2 separate regions of the Anser cygnoides genome follow, and region 2 is linked to region 1. Evidence: chromatin contacts called from public Hi-C data. All regions are on one chromosome and are shown on one strand. The core of a region is the stretch at or near the end of the contact, and the rest is flanking DNA. Distances in the headings are between cores, read along the strand shown.

The links. Hi-C and Micro-C count contacts between places; a contact is called where the count stands out from the background.
Region 2: a contact with region 1 is called in a Hi-C map of liver, with 5 times the contacts expected there. The contact joins the enhancer-like site here to the promoter of SNRNP25 in region 1. A contact is called at or near these places in 2 of 7 Hi-C or Micro-C datasets (both in liver).

Annotation. Positions count from the first base shown.
Region 1 is chr15:11,122,637-11,130,283 of Taihu_goose_T2T_genome, forward strand. SNRNP25 (small nuclear ribonucleoprotein U11/U12 subunit 25) reads left to right here and starts at 4,391. Exons shown (of 7, transcript XR_007163429.2): 1 at 4,391-4,523; 2 at 4,631-4,721; 3 at 4,806-4,911; 4 at 4,995-5,069; 5 at 6,347-6,409; 6 at 6,820-6,937. It overlaps POLR3K (RNA polymerase III subunit K), which reads right to left and starts at 4,397. Exons shown (of 3, transcript XM_048064247.2): 1 at 4,265-4,397; 2 at 4,077-4,164; 3 at 3,758-3,997. The coding sequence starts at 4,375. The coding sequence ends at 3,870. GTF3C1 (general transcription factor IIIC subunit 1) reads left to right here. Exons shown (of 37, transcript XM_066977486.1): 35 at 20-59; 36 at 1,034-1,226; 37 at 2,675-3,012. The coding sequence ends at 2,896.
Region 2 is chr15:11,238,399-11,246,045 of Taihu_goose_T2T_genome, forward strand. NPRL3 (NPR3 like, GATOR1 complex subunit) reads right to left here. Exons shown (of 12, transcript XM_048062162.2): 4 at 7,301-7,454; 5 at 6,398-6,479. Among named protein-coding and RNA genes, the nearest start is that of NPRL3, 23 kb to the right of the region's middle. Within about 2 kb of position 3,528, at least 2 of the 3 cell types and tissues checked have open chromatin away from gene starts, as enhancers often do. A contact at or near this core is called in liver, where this site is marked.

The DNA.
Region 1 (7,647 bases), core at 3,141-5,640:
ATGTTTGTTTTCTTTTCAGACAGTTCTATGACAGATTTATCCCAGGCAGCTAAGGACAGGTGAGTAACAGATGTCTGCAGAATAGCTGAACAGTTATCATTACTAAAATAACTTCTGAAAGCAAATGCTTTGGAGACCTTAGCTTTATGTTGTGATGAATTGAGAGCACTGAAGATGAGCCCCATGTTTTCCTCCATTGTTCTTGTTAATGTTGCTGATGTGTTCATATGTGTGCTCTCCAGTATCAGAGGAAAAACAGGAATTTTAATTCACAAGTCCAGTGTCGGTGAGTCTCACCTTCTCTATGCCTTTCCTGGCCACGTGGAAACTCCGCAATATGGAAAGTGTGAATTACAATGCAGGGTCCAGCCTTTGCATCCAAAATGCTAAAAATGAGCGATTCGGTTTCCTGTCTGAGTATCATTGCTGTATGTTGCAGATCAAAGCAAGTCTTTGGCAACTTTTGGAGGATAATAGAAATAATGCAAACAAACAAGTGAAACAAAACTTTGCTGATCATCAGTGATGTGCTGGGTCCTGAGCTTGGGTCACAACAACCCCTTGCAGTGGGTACAGGTTGGGGGAAGAGTGGCTGGAAAGCTGCCCAGCAGAAAAGGAGTTGGGGCTGCTGGTCGACCTCCAGCTGAATGAGTCAGCAGTGTGCCCAGGAGGCCAAGAAGGCCAACAGCATCCTGGCTTATATCAGAAATAGTGTAGACTGTTCCCTAACAGGACTAGGGAAGTGACTGTCCCCTTGTAAGCAGCGCTGGTGAGACCGTGTTCACTTTGGGGCCGGTCACTGTTACATAGAAATTATGATGATGGGAAATCTAGCTAATTATTTTTGGGAAAACCTAGTAAGAACTAAGGACAGGGTTGGTTACAATTGCACACAATCACTAGACAAAGATAAACCTGCAAGCATTCTGCCTTGGCTGCCAGTATAGGGGGATGGAAGAGGCATCATGATGCAGCCAGCAGTTTGCATTCAAAGTAGCAGCTGGCAGAGCTGAACTTGAACTGTCTTTTGCAGGGCCTGTGAGAATGTCTGCTTCATTGGGAGACCGTGGAGGATTGTGGATGGGAATCTAAATAAACCTGTATGTAAGGGAATGATGGAAGCTGTGCTCTATCACATCATGACGAAACCAGGCATAACGGAAGACCTGCTGCTGCAGCATTATATGGGGGTACTGCAGCCTGTTGCCGTCTTGGAGATACTGCAGGTATGTGAACCATCAGCTGTGTGAACCTCAGTTCGGTGAGGCTTCTACAGTAAGAGTCAGCACCTACTTCACTTGAAGTCCCAGCAAAATGGGTGACAACTGTGAATGAACCATGAAAAACATTCTTCTCCCATTAGTGCAAGCTAACCAAAGCCAGAGGAATTTACTGCTCACAGTGAGAATAGAAAGAAGCCTGCTTTACCTGTCCTTGGATTTACTGTGTTACTGATGTAACAATTTTAGCTTTCTGAAGAAATGTGTTTAAAAACTACTGTAAATAAGACCTGTTTTATAAGCCTGTTTGATGGCATACATCCTTAATTGTAAAACAATACATGGCGAGAAAATTTGTTTCCTTTTTTTTCCACATCTAGACATGGGATCACCACCACTGCTGCTTTGCAATTGAAACCTTGATTTTTTTCTAAGATGGTTCAAAATCTTAAGTATAGCAGTAATATTGTAGTTGCTTCCATAAGCATGACTTCCCCTGTTTAACAATAGAAATGAATATTCAAGTGTACATATGTCACACATGTGGCATGTCCAAAGACATTTTGGTAACAATGCAAGTTGTGTACACTACCGATCGTGCACTGACTAACCATCCTGCCTTGTAGGTGTTCCATCCAGCACGGCATGCCCCTATGTCCTGTGCCATGGCAAAATTTCTGTTGGCAATTAGTTGGGATCAGGAGACAGGCAGAGCAGCCGCGAACAGGTTTAAGTGTGCAGTGCACATTGGTCAGGCATTGCACGTGTGGGAGAGTAACACAAATTCCTAGGCAACTTGAATTAAAATCAAAGAGTTACGTGTGTTTTTTACAGACTGGAGAACTTTGAATCTAGCTTCATTACTAATAAATCTGGTGAGAACTGGTTTTGAAACCATATACAGAGCTATATATATTCTATACACACATATATATATATTATATCTGTAGTATTATACCAAGCGCTAGTAGATCTGAATGCTTCCCTGCATAAGATCCCTGAATATGCAGCAGGTATTGTCAGCACATACAGCACACAGACTGCCTTGTTGGGTGTTGCTGTGGGAGCAAATGCCTACCCATTAACAAGAGCTGACTCAGAATCCTGGTACATTTATACCAGCTCCAATGTGTAACTCTGAGACCTGTCATTGAAAGTGTGTTCTTAGTATCCAGACATCAACTGCTGTGCTGAAAGGCTTTTATCCTCAAGAGACACAGTAGCTGATGAGCAAAATGACAAATGAGGGTATATCCAGCTACGTGAACTTTCTTTGGTGTGCAGTAAACTTTGCCATCCCCGTGTCCTCCTGTGGGCTGGAAGTGAAACTACTCGGTACAAATTGCCTAATGTTTCTGGGGACACTAAATGTAGAATAGCATTTGAGGGGGTGGGTGGGTCGTTTAGTTTGTTTTTGCAACTGTTCAAGCTAAAATGTGTGAATTTTTCTGCAGGGTCTTGAAGCTCTTGGTTGCATCAGACGATTCCACATGAAAAAGCCATCCCTGGTGTCTCTCTTCTCTAAGCCAGTTATGGAAGAACAAATAAACAATCCCAAACTGAGTGAAACCCCAACAACATACTTTGAGCCTACCATAGACTGTACTCTCAGGCTGGGAAGAGTGTTCCCCTATGAAGTTAACTGGAATAAATGGGTGCAGATTATCCATGTATAATAGATAAAAGATAGTAAAATGTACAGAAGATCTAAACTTGAGTTGTGTTAAACTGGTTTAGCCCTTAGGAACAAGTGTTAATGCAGATTAAACACTATATCATTTGTGCTCCATCATGTTTTGTTTTAAGAAAGCAGTGGGTTTTTTTAATTATTTTTACTTTTGAATACATTTAAGCTGAGAATAAATCTTAATGTTAAGATGAAGGTAATACTTGATCCTACTTTTTTTTAGTGTCTTTATTATTTTTCAGTTACTATACTGCTTCTTCAGCAGGCATTCTTTTTAGATCTTTTTGTAGTGAGATATTGTAGCAGTCTCTTCAAGATAGCATTTCATGTCCTTTAACGGCCACATGAATGGTCTGTTTTAGTTGGGTGTGAGCCATTAGCCAGGGTGTTTATGAAGAGCTGGTTTTTTTAATTGCACATCAAAGGTGCTCATGTTGCGTTTGCTGGAGCTGGGGATGCAGTACTGAGTACGCTCTGAAAGAAATTCCTGTAAAAGGCAAGCCAGGCCTCTATCTGTCCAAAGGACTCCATGCATCCTTCCTAGCTTTTGCAAGATTTTAAACAGAACTTCTGCTCTGGTTTGCCTGTGTGGGGCAAAAGGCCCCTGTTCTTTTTTTCTCCCCTGAAGGCTCCAGCGGTAACATTTTACCTTTGCTTTGCGTGTGGGTCAGTTCCACAGCAGTTGAATCTGGGCTAACCTTTGCCGAGTATTCTTAGAGAGCTTCAGCTAACTAAAGTTACCTCCTAAACACTGATTTTTTTCACCTGTCACTGGCTCGGCCTCTCCTCTTCCAGTTCTCCACGGCAGTCTCAGCCTCAGCGGCTTTCCAAGCACCACACGACGCGGGTATTTCCACTCACCGCCAGCTTTATTGCGAGGGCGGCCGCCGCCAGCCTGGCCGCGGGGCAGGACCAGGCCGGGGCCCCCTCAGCTTGGGCCGGCCCCGAGGCGTGCGGGGGACTCAGTCCCTCCAGCGGTGGCCGCACTGGGGGCTGCAGCACTTGTAGAAGGTGGTCATGGGCTCGTCGGCCGAGCGCGTCTGGATCTGCATGAAGTAGGCGCGGGGGTGCTCGCACTTGGGGCACGGCTCTGCGGGGCGGGGGGCGAGGCGCCGTGAGGGGAGGCAAGGCCCGGCCCGGCCCGGCCCCGCTCGCCCCACGGCCCCTACCTGCGGTGGAGTCCACGTTCTCCCAGGCCGCGGCGCCGCCCAGGACATCGTCCACCTCCTTCAGCTGCGGGTATTTCCTGCTCGTCACCTGCGGGCCGCCGGCGGTCAGCGGGGTCCGGGCCGACCGCGGCCGCCCCCCATTCTCCACCCCCCCCCCCCGGTCCCGGTTCCCCCTGGTCCCCCGGCACCTTCCGCGTCACATTGCGCACGTAGGGGCAGGTGGTGCAGGCGAAGCGGTGGCACCGCGGCCCCTCCTCGGCCACCAGCACGTTGCCGCAGGCCGGGCAGAACAGCAACATCGCCGGTTCCGCGCCTCGCGCCGCCCCTTCCGGCCCGGCGATGGCGGAGCCCGAGGAGGAGCTGGCGCACGCCGAGGTGCTGGAGCTCTTCCAGGCGGCGCTGGCGCGGCTGGTGCAGGACCCGCTGCTCTGCGACCTCCCGCCGCAGGTGGGGCCGGGGCTGGGGGCACGGGGCAGCGGAGCGAGGGAGCGGGGGCGGCGCGGCTGAGGCTGAGCCCCCCCCCCCCCCCCCCGCCGCCCGCTCGCTCCCCGCAGGTGACGCCGGAGGAGATCGGCTCTCAGGTGGCGCTGGAGTACGGGCAGGCCATGACGGTGCGCGTCTGCAAGGCGGACGGCGAGACCATGCGTGCGTCTGGGGCTGAGGGGCGGCGGGCGTGTGGGACGGGGACGGCGGCCGAGGGGGCGCTGACGGGGGCTCTCCCCTCCGCAGCCGTGGTGGTGGTGCAGAACGCGACCGTGCTGGAGCTGAAGAAGGCGCTGCGGAGGCACGTCCAGCTGCGGCAGGCCCGGCAGGGCGGCGCCCAGCACCTCAGCTGGTGAGCGGCGCCCCGCCGCGGGGCTGCCCGGCCCTGCCCCGGTCGCCCCCCGGGGCTCCCGCTTAACCCCTTTTTCTCCCCAGGAAGTACATATGGAGGACGTACCACCTAACCTACGCCGGAGAGAAACTGGCAGATGACAGAAAGAAGCTGAGAGAGTGAGTGAGCGAGTCGCTTCCGGCGTCCGTGGGGGCTGGATGAGCCTCGTTAGAGTCAGGCTGTACTCAAAGCATGAGCACGGGGAGGGATTGGCTTGCACCTCTGTGCCAGGGCTCAGCCAGGTTCTCCAAAATGGATTGCAGGGTGGGAGCAGAGCTTCACGCAGGTGGGACACGTCCCTAGCAGAGGACAGCTGCATGACGGGAAAGCCGTGGGTAATTCTTCAGCCACAGTTTTTCCGTGATGAGGGTGTTTGTGCAATTTGGATGACAGCAAGGCAGTCAAACATTGTCCCTGGCCCAGCCACACTAAACTTTGCACAACGGCTAAACACTAAGTTCACACCTGAGCTATTCTGCAGAGATGAGGTTAGTGAGAAAAAGCATAAATGAGAGATGAAGGGAGAAGAGCACGTAGAAGGCAAGGCATGGTGTTGTGCACGTGAAGCACATCAGTTCATCTCCAGTGGAACTGGGAGCATGTGGGAGCAGCTACTCAGCAGGAGATGAGCACAGGCCCCATGACATGGTGGAGGGGATCGAAGGTGTTCTAAGGGAGGAAATCAGATGGAGCTTTTGAAGTCGCAGAATGGGGTGAGGGACCTCTGGAGGTCATCTAGTCCAACCCTCTGCTTAAGCATGGTAACCTAGAGCAGGTGGCTCAGTGCTGCATCCGGTTGGGTTCTGAGTATCTCCAAGAGCAGAGACTCCACAACCTCTGCGGGCAACCTGTGCCAGTGCTCAGACCCCCTCACAGAGCTTGACAGAGCTGCTAAGGTAGAAGGGCATGGAGAAGGGTTGAAAGAATGTAAAGCCTGCTCAGCCACACATCAGAGACAATCCTTGTAACAACACTGACAAACCACTGCTATGCTTCCATGCCTGTTCTCAAGGCAAGGAGGCAGGAGGTACTTCTGTGTACTCTAGCTGCTGCATAGAGCAAGTGCTGGTTATATCAGCCCTCATGCACACCGGCAAGAAAAGCTTGTCTGAAGTATTACAAACTCAGCAGGAATGAGAGTCCCTAGAAAGACAGCCCTGCCTAATCAAATCTGTCCTTGAAAGACTGAGCCATGGGTGACAGACATTGTGTTGAGGTGTTGCAGTTAAAAAGGCAGATGATCAGATCCTGTTCAGCCTATGCAGGTGAGAATTTTAAACTGTCCTGCAGTAGAGCACATTAGGAGTCCATCTTCCCCTGGGAAAAGGAGGCTATAGGATTTCAAAGTTTGTGGTTTCCGGAGAACTGGCATGTAACAGCACAACTCTCTGTTCAGGTATGGCATCAGAAACCGGGATGAGGTCAGCTTCATTAAGAAACTTCGAAAGTAACCTGTCAGGTAAGTCCTGAATATCCATTACAAGCTACCAGTTCTTCAGCTTTGTCTTCCCAGGGCCTTAGCATTCAGACTTACAGCAGCTTGTGGTGCTGCTCTCCACTGTACAGCAGAGCATTCCTGAACGTCCATGGCTACATTAGGCTCACGCGCTGGCTCTGGTCCATTTCCACATTCTCATTGTGTTGCTTGTGCTTCTCTTAGGGCAGGGAATGATGATTCAGCTACTTCAGTTAACAAACCACATCAGCAGCAGCAGCAGCAATACCTAAGTGTTAGCAATGGTGCATCTCTAACCCCTACATTACATTTTAGACTGCTCCCCCAGTGTCTTGAGAATCCTTAAATACGGTATTCCTTTGTTTGCTCTTATGACTGCTTCTGGGACCTTGCTTTATTTTATTTTTTTTTAGACTTGATGAATCTCTGGAAATCACTGTCAGAAATGTGGCAGGTTGTTAACTAATGCCTAGGAAGATGAGGTCTCTGTGTTACACGTGACTGTCACCATCCAGTTCATTTGATCCTCCTGTGAGTCTCGTTATATCCAAGTGACTCTTCTTCCACCTGCTCCTAATGCTCCTATACCCTTCAGAGCACCTGCAGTTAAAAGAAGCGTCCCATGGGTGCACATATACAAACTCAAGTAAACATTGCTGCTGTTCCACGTTGGGTGTACTTTGAGCCATTTTCCTCAATTACTGGACGTTATGAGGAGTTACCAAGAGGCACCTCTGCTTATGTACCATGTAGCTTTTGTTTCTCAATTTCTCAATTTTCTCAGTTTATGGAAACCTTGAGCTCAGTTGAGTTGTTCTCAGAAGGCACTAGGCAACTTTTGGCTGTAGTATTTTTGTGCAGCTGATGGATTTAAGACTACTGGTAGCATGTATATTTACCTGTATGTAGCCCAAGTATACAGCGTAGTTCTGGTATCGTGCTGCAGTGATACACACAGACACAAGGGGTGGCCAAGACTCCCAAACTTAGCATGTTTGAAATTGTTTGTCTCCCCTCATCACCTAAAAACACAGTCACCAAAAAGCAGTGGTAACTGCAATTTTTCCAAACACTTCTTTGTTTTGTGGCTCCAGCTAGCTGGGTTAGAAACTGTCACTTTGTGACCACAGTAGCTTTTTCCCTCTTTCAGTACTACCGCATCTGTGGCATCCAGTGTAATGAAGTGTGTGCCATGACAGAAAAGCTCTGTCTACCCCATAGTGCCCATGCCCAGCAGTTAC
Region 2 (7,647 bases), core at 2,278-4,777, 110 kb after region 1:
AGCGAAGAAACATGAAAATATGAAACAGGGATACACAGGGATATTCTCCCTGTGTACTCTAACACGCAGGAAAAATATATGTTTGGTTCCTTTCATTCTTTGGTCCAAGTGCATTAAGGCAAAAGCTTTAATTATATAATTACATTCTCCACAGCATAATTTTGTCTACGTTGCATTATACGACAATAGCCTAAAATTAAAGACAACAAGAAAAACAGATTTTGAGTTCTGATTTCAATTTCAATTTAATTTTTCTACATTTGCATTCAATTTCAAACCTTCACCATAGCTAGCTTTATGTAATGATTTCTCCTTCACTCCTCCCCTTGTGGATGGAAAATAATTTAAGTCTCTAATAATCTGGCTAGGAACAAACTACATCCACCAGCAACAATGTATGTGACTGCACTTAGCCAGTCAAAATCAGTTAGTTTCACCGAGATATATGCAAGGATTCATGAAACACAGTAAAGTCACAGAAAGCTGACTGCACAATGGGGTGGAGTGCACCCTCATTGAATTCGCAAATGGCACAAAACTGAGAAGTGTGATCCACCAGAGGGCCATGCAGCTGTCCAGAGGAACCCTGTCAAGCTGGAGCAATGCACTGTCAAGAACCTCACGACATTCAGCAAGGAGAAGTGCAAAGTCCTGCACCTGGGGAGTAACAACCCCAAGCATCAGCACATGCTGGGGGCACCCAGCTGGAAAGCAGCTTGGCAGAAAAGGTACTAAGAGTCCTGGTAGACACCAAGTAGAACAAGAGTCAGCACTGTGCCCTTGCTGCAAGACTAACGGTACCCTTGGCTGCATCAGGGAAAGTACTGCCAGCAGGTCAAGGGAGGTGATCCTTCCCCTCTGCCTAGCTCTGGTGAGGCTACACCTGGAGTGCTGTGCCCAGTTCTGGGCCCACCAGTACAAGAGAGACCTGGGCGTACTGGGAAAAGTCAAATGTAGGGCCACAGGGATGATGAAGGGACTGGAACACCTCTCCTGGGAGGAGAGGCTGCGAGAGCTGGGACTGCTCAGCCTGGAGAAGAGGCTCAGGGGGATCTCACCGATGCCTACAAATCCCTGAAGGCAGGGTGCAGAGGATGGAGCCAGGCCCTGCTCAGCAGTGCCCAGGGCCAGGCCCAGAGGCAGTGGGCACAAACTGGAGCACAGGAGGCTCCCTCTGAGCACCAGGAGGCACTTCTGTGCTGTGCGGGTGTCGGAGCCGCACAGGTTGCCCACAGAGGCTGTGGAGTCTCCTCCTTGGAGATTTCCCAAAGCCACCTGGACACGGGCCTGGGCCCCCTGCACTGGGGGGCGCAGATGGGCCCAGGGAGGCCTCCGGCCTCAGCCACACTGTTACTGTGTGAAATTGAAGTTTGGATCCGCATTTGCTTTCATTTTTATTTGTTCCCCACAAAGTCATCTATTTAGCAAGCTTTTTACTGTAAGCCTCACGAATCCCCATGAGCTGGCTGCCAGTTGTTTGGCTGGGGACCATGCACACCCAGAAGCTTCCTTCTTTAGGGACAGAAGCATAACACCAAAAACTGGCAACAGAAGAAAGTACCAAGAAAACAGGTTGTAAGTTATCAAAGTTGCATTACAGAGTCACCTAGCTACACTTCGACTTTGTTCTTCTCAAACAACTGAAATTGTGGAGCAAACAGTCCTGTGTAAGTGGTGATATCCATGCTCAATGAGCACATGTAACTCTATAACACGATGTCCTTATTCAAAAGATGTGGCACCAGCTCTGCTATGCTGATCCTATCCTAAAGAGACTGAAACACAGTTAGAAACCGAAGTGGAATCATCTTTATCTAGCAGCAGTGAACAGATCAAATCTGAAGGCAAACTTAGAGCACAGACCTCACTATCCCACCCCGAGTCCAGCACCAGGAAGACGTGGGACCACAGAAGGTGAGAACACTGCGTTGGCCAGCACTGTACCATGAACCTCTGGCTCAGGGACACATTTAAATAGTCCCTGACAGGAAACATAGAATTACACAAAGATTTCGAAGGCATGGTAGATATACAAGAAATGTACAGATTACCTCTTTTCTTCTTTGCTCCTTTCCCAACTTCTCTTCACGTTTTATAGGGATTTTTTCGGTGTTACTGCACCCCGAGGTTTTTCACTGAACTATCTGCTATAATTCCAAAAGCCCTTTTCAGAGCAGTTATATATTAAAGGTTTGTTTTGTCTCATGTGCATTACTTTACATCTAACTATAGTGAATTTCATCTGCTGATCAATTGGTCTCCAGTAACCTTTCTTCAAATCTTCCTCATCTATTTGCACTTTTATTCCCTTTGTTATTATCTGTAAACTTTGTCACTTCACACACTGCCCCTTTTTCCAGGCCAGTTATCAATATGAACACATTGAACAGCACAGGTATGAATGCAGATTCCCACAGACATCACAAGTAACTGGGTAAAAATGGCTTCATTCTCCATATTCTAATCGTCCATTAAATCCTCACTGATGTTCCATTTCTCTCACGAAAACTTAATTTCAACACTTTTTGTTGGAAATCTCTGCTTAGATGATACACGATGAGCAATGCTGAGGGATACATAGCAAGGGATTAGGATACTGACAGGGGATTTTGTAGTAATCTGAAAATGAATCAGGGAGAAGTAACCAGTAAAAAGCTCTTCACTGTCTCTCCAGTGTAAGACCTAAGATACATCTAATGAGACTGGGAGGAGGAGCAAAGTTCAAAAAGAAACAGAAAGAAACAGAGCAACCAGTTAAGCCATGGAGCTCCTTATCAGAGGATGCTGTGGTTGTTAAATATTTACTTTGGCTTGCAGGAGAGTGAACTAATTTCGGGAAATGAGATCAGCTTAAGGCTGTTGAATATACAGAAAGCACCTCCAGAGCTGCAAGCTGCAGGAAGCTGTGGAATATTTTAGGGAATATCACTGCTCTTTTGCTCTGTTCTTATGCTTTGCCCTGAATAGCAACTGTGATCTACTCCCCCCAAAATGGGAATCTTAAAGTTGGCCAGTATCCTACAGAATTCCAGCCTTCTTTTTCACAGCTATCAGCAAAACGCAGACAATCCCACCTCACTTTTTATAAACTGGTTATGAATTCCTACACACACACCACATCTTATGTTTATCCTATTTACACCATATATTAATAATATGTTTGCTAGTTTTGTAGGGGTGAGCTTGTAGCTTTTGAGTTTATTTTTGCTAGAGGTTGTGACTATTTAGAGCTTTCAAATAGTTTTATGCTTCCCTGTAAAAGACACACTGTCCTTTGGTCAACTAACTGTAGTTGGCTTATATGTCATAGTACAGTCATATAAATAACATAATAATTCATTAATTTTCATATAATTATTCCTCTTCTCCTTAAAGTGATGAGATAGGCTAGATCCACCAGTCAGTTCAAATCCCACTAGGCTAAAATGTATAAAGGCTCTTTGTATATTAAAAACAAACAAAAACCAATCCTCTCCTCCCCCCAAAAAATCGTATTTTCAATTTTCTTCTAATATAAAGCTAATAGAAATTTACTAAAAAACAGATGGGCACTTAGCTATCATCAGGCTAACAAATTATCTGCTCTGTAGATAACAATTGGTGAAAGTAGTCTTAATTCCTTAAATTGAACGCTGGCTTATAGGAGACCCCCATTGTAAAACCAGTAAAGGTTCCCCTTCCTCTGAGGGGAAGGTGAAAAAGATTTTCAAACTTGTTTTCGCAACTAATGGAAGAGAAACATCTGGTTTTAGCTGTTAGTCAAGAAGGTCCCAGGAACTAGCTGTTGTTTACCTCCAAACTGTCAGTTTAATAACACTCAGTTATAACAGCAGCAGTAGCACTACAGTCAAAATGGCCTGGCTACTGATTACTGCCTTATAAAATAAGGACATTTCATTCAAAATGCAAAGGACATTGTGCTATAAAAAGATTCGTACACTCATGGTTTACTACAAACCAACTTACTAAGGGACATGTTGGGTCTTGCCTGAAATACCTCAGCACCATCTACAGGAAACCAAAGGCTAGACAGCAATTCTGAAGCAACTGCAGTAATTCAAGAAGCACTTGACTGGAATTCCAAAACAAGCAGGCACAAGGAAATGCTGGCTTGAGCAAATCTCAGATGGAGAGATGGGTTCCCATCTGCAATTCAAAGTGCCCTCTCCACCTAACTATGTTTCCTTATGCCAAAGGCTATGCCAGAAATGCCCATATATTTAAACCAGTACATTGCCACTGCATGCACTTATCACAGAATCATAGAATAGTTTGGGTTGGAAGGGACCTTTACAGATCACCTAGTCCCATGGGCAGGCACATCTGCTACTAGATCAGGCTGCCCAAATCCCCACCCAGCCTGGCCTTGAGCACTGCCAGGGATGGGGCACCCACAGCTCCTCTGGGCAGCCTGGGCCAGGGCCTCACAACCCTTACAATAAAGAATTTCTTCCTGATACATTAAGTCCACCCTCTTTTAGTTTAAAATCATTAGCCCTTGTCCTGTCACTACATGCCCTTGTTGTAAGTCTCACTCCATCTTTCTTACAAGCCCCCTTTAGGTATTAAAAGGCCACAATAGGTCTCCCCGGAGCCTTCTCTTCTCCAGGCTGAACGCTCCCAGCTCCCTCAGCCTCTCTTCACAGCAGAGGTGCTCCAGCCCCCTGACCATCCTCGTGGCCTCCTCCGGACCTGCTCCAGCAGGTCCCTGTCCCTCCAGTGCTGGACAGTTTCTTCTATTTGACCAAAAAATTATTTTAGTTATATGCTTGCCCTGCAAGGTGCTGCAGCACCTCTCACCCTGTCTGCCTGCAGGTGTAATAAGCATATTTCCTATTTTCTCATATAAAGCATTAATGGAAAATGCAGAACACCACCTTATTACCCATCCAGCTAACACTGTTAATGACTCTTCAAAGAGAGCTTACTAATCAAATGCAAAGTCATTTATCCTTTTACCAACAGTTTAGTTCTTAATTTGCTTGTGACAATGCCATGCAAAATAGTGTCAAAATATGACATGCACGCCCTCTCCCCCACCCACAATGCCTAAATAAGGGAGACTGCTTTATTTTATATCTGGGAGCCGGCACCAATGTGTGTTTCTCCATGGCCAGTCTACTCCTTATTTCATGGAAGGACAGTAGTATTACTCCATGAGCTTGGGCTGTATGTTCCTCCAGTCACAGTTAAATGCCACAAGATGTCACTGTGTCACTAAAATGTTTGGAAACAAGATCAATATTTGCCCAGTCATGAATTCATACCCTGAGACGAACAGAGAAACATAAAAAGCAAGTGAAAAGTTTGATATAAGAATTACAGGCTACGCAAAAAAAAAAAAAAAAAAGCCTTATTTTAAAATTTAGTATACATTTTGTGAGAATCTTATTGAACAATATGCTACACTCATTCCAAACAGCCTGAAATTCACAGCTCTTGAACATAGTTAAAACAGCTTATTAGAAGTTTTATAATGTGCTTTGCAATCGTTAAATTATCTAGGTTTTCAGTGCCTTGCCTTCCAGGTCTTTGTGATTATTCCCTTTGAACAAGGGAAACTGTGACCTAGGGAAGCTAAAGAGTTGGTCTAAGATCATACACTGTGCCTGACAGTCAACAAAGGAACTCAACAGTAGTTTTCCTAAGTCCAGACAAACACACTAATCAAGGGGCTCATCCTTCACCCCACCAAACCCTTCTATCTTCTGTCCTTCTCCTGCCAAGTGCATATCCTGAATGAAGGTGTCTGCTCTGCATGACGAGTCAGCACCGACATACTGTTGAAGCAGTACGCTGGAGGAGCTGGGTGCCAACTCCTGCTGAAATTCAACACTAGCTCAATGCTCCTTTGAAATCCTCACCAGAACCTTTAATCCAATCAAGAAACAGCATGTTACACTTTCTATTCTGCTGAAAGTCTCACCACCTAATCCAAATTCACTGTCCAGACATGCACAGTGTAACCAAATGAAGCCAAGGCAGTATCTAACATTGCCATCAGTGCTATATGCAGCATTTTTCTCTTACCTGCAGGTTTAGAGCACTACTACAGAGATAAAATATTCATATTTTCATATTCAGATTTTTCAGTTTTACAATTCGTTTATTTTTATGTTCCTCTGTGCCAAGGAGGAAAATAATAAATCGTGAAGCTGCAACAGATCACCAACTTTTAAGAAACATAATATATCGAAAGGGAGACCAAGGTGATGATTAGGATAGCAATTCTGCGAACATTTCACCTGACACCTAGCCTCCACTTTGCTCCACCTCGTCTAAACCCAAATCCCAGTGAGTCAGCAGCATAAAGAGATAGATAACCTCCTAAGGAACAGGGCCAAGAGGTTTCAGTGACAAGCAACAGACTATGAGCTATGAAGGAAGTCCTACTTACCTGTCGTAAGTCTCTTTGAGATCTCTGGCCAATTTGCACTTGGGCAGGATATGATGAAAAGGTGACTGTGGCCCTTCTGTGGCTATGGAAAATTTCAAAACAAGAAAGCAAACAAATAATTTCAAAGCAGAGAGAATTTCCTTTTCCCCCTCTAGGCAAAGCCAGTACCTTAGGCACAGAATCCATATCTTTCTAATCTACATTTCTTTTTCAAAGCATTTATGATAATCCAAGTTAACCATTAAGATAATAACAGTGAATTAATGCCATCTTCTGATCCTCAACTTAGTTAAACACATTACTTGTGAACTTGACATGTGATCATTTGAAGTGTTTTTGTTTTTATACATACTAGGTTTTATTTTCAATACTTGAAGCAAGATGATGTGTCAGTAAGAGTTCACCTTAGATGGTGCATATTATTATAGTAAATTGCCAAAAAGCATGGTCTATAAAGACGCTGTGTATAAAAATCTGTTGGCCATGGAAACTACATGTAAAAGTAAAACTTCCACACAAGAAGTCTAGTTAACTAAACACATAGGGTTAGAGCATAGGAAACTTGCTCTAGGTTGGGTGAAGTAGCTACATATGAGTTCCTCCATATCATCCTGACAGGCAGATCCAAACATGATGGCTCAGTACACTCTCTCCAATGATTGCTCTGAACCAAGCTAACAAGGAAAGCAACCGAATTACTTCATTTCTAAAGCTGACATCTCTGCACAGGGATGGTGTTCTTGGATGAGGCAAAATGCAGTCAAAAGCTGTAAGAATGCTAAAGAGCACCAAAACTTGTTCACACTGATCCCAGCCACAAAAGAAAAAGCCACAATCAGCACTTCTCTGAAAAAGTGCTCCTGCACAAATACATTTGTACACAAAGCTAAGCTCAACACTTACTTTCTGACATGGCAGACACTTCATCCTGAATAGCTAAGATCAGCTTGGCCTCCCTGGTTAGGTACTGGCAGCGGCGCTCCTCATGCTGCAAGACGATGGCGATTCGACGGGAAAGGTTGTGTAAGCAGTTTATCACTGATGGATCTGCATTGGCCTACAGGCAACACAGAAGGAAAACTAACTGGTCATTCAGCCACAGTCACATTTATGGAACTAGAGTGATGGATAAGTAATCAAAGCAATTATCTTCAGCAGATACAAGAAGTCAGTCTCTTTGGCAACTGGATGAAGAATGGAGTTTTCTCTGACAGTAACAAAGCTGTCAGAGATGTCCAAAGTTAAGGAAG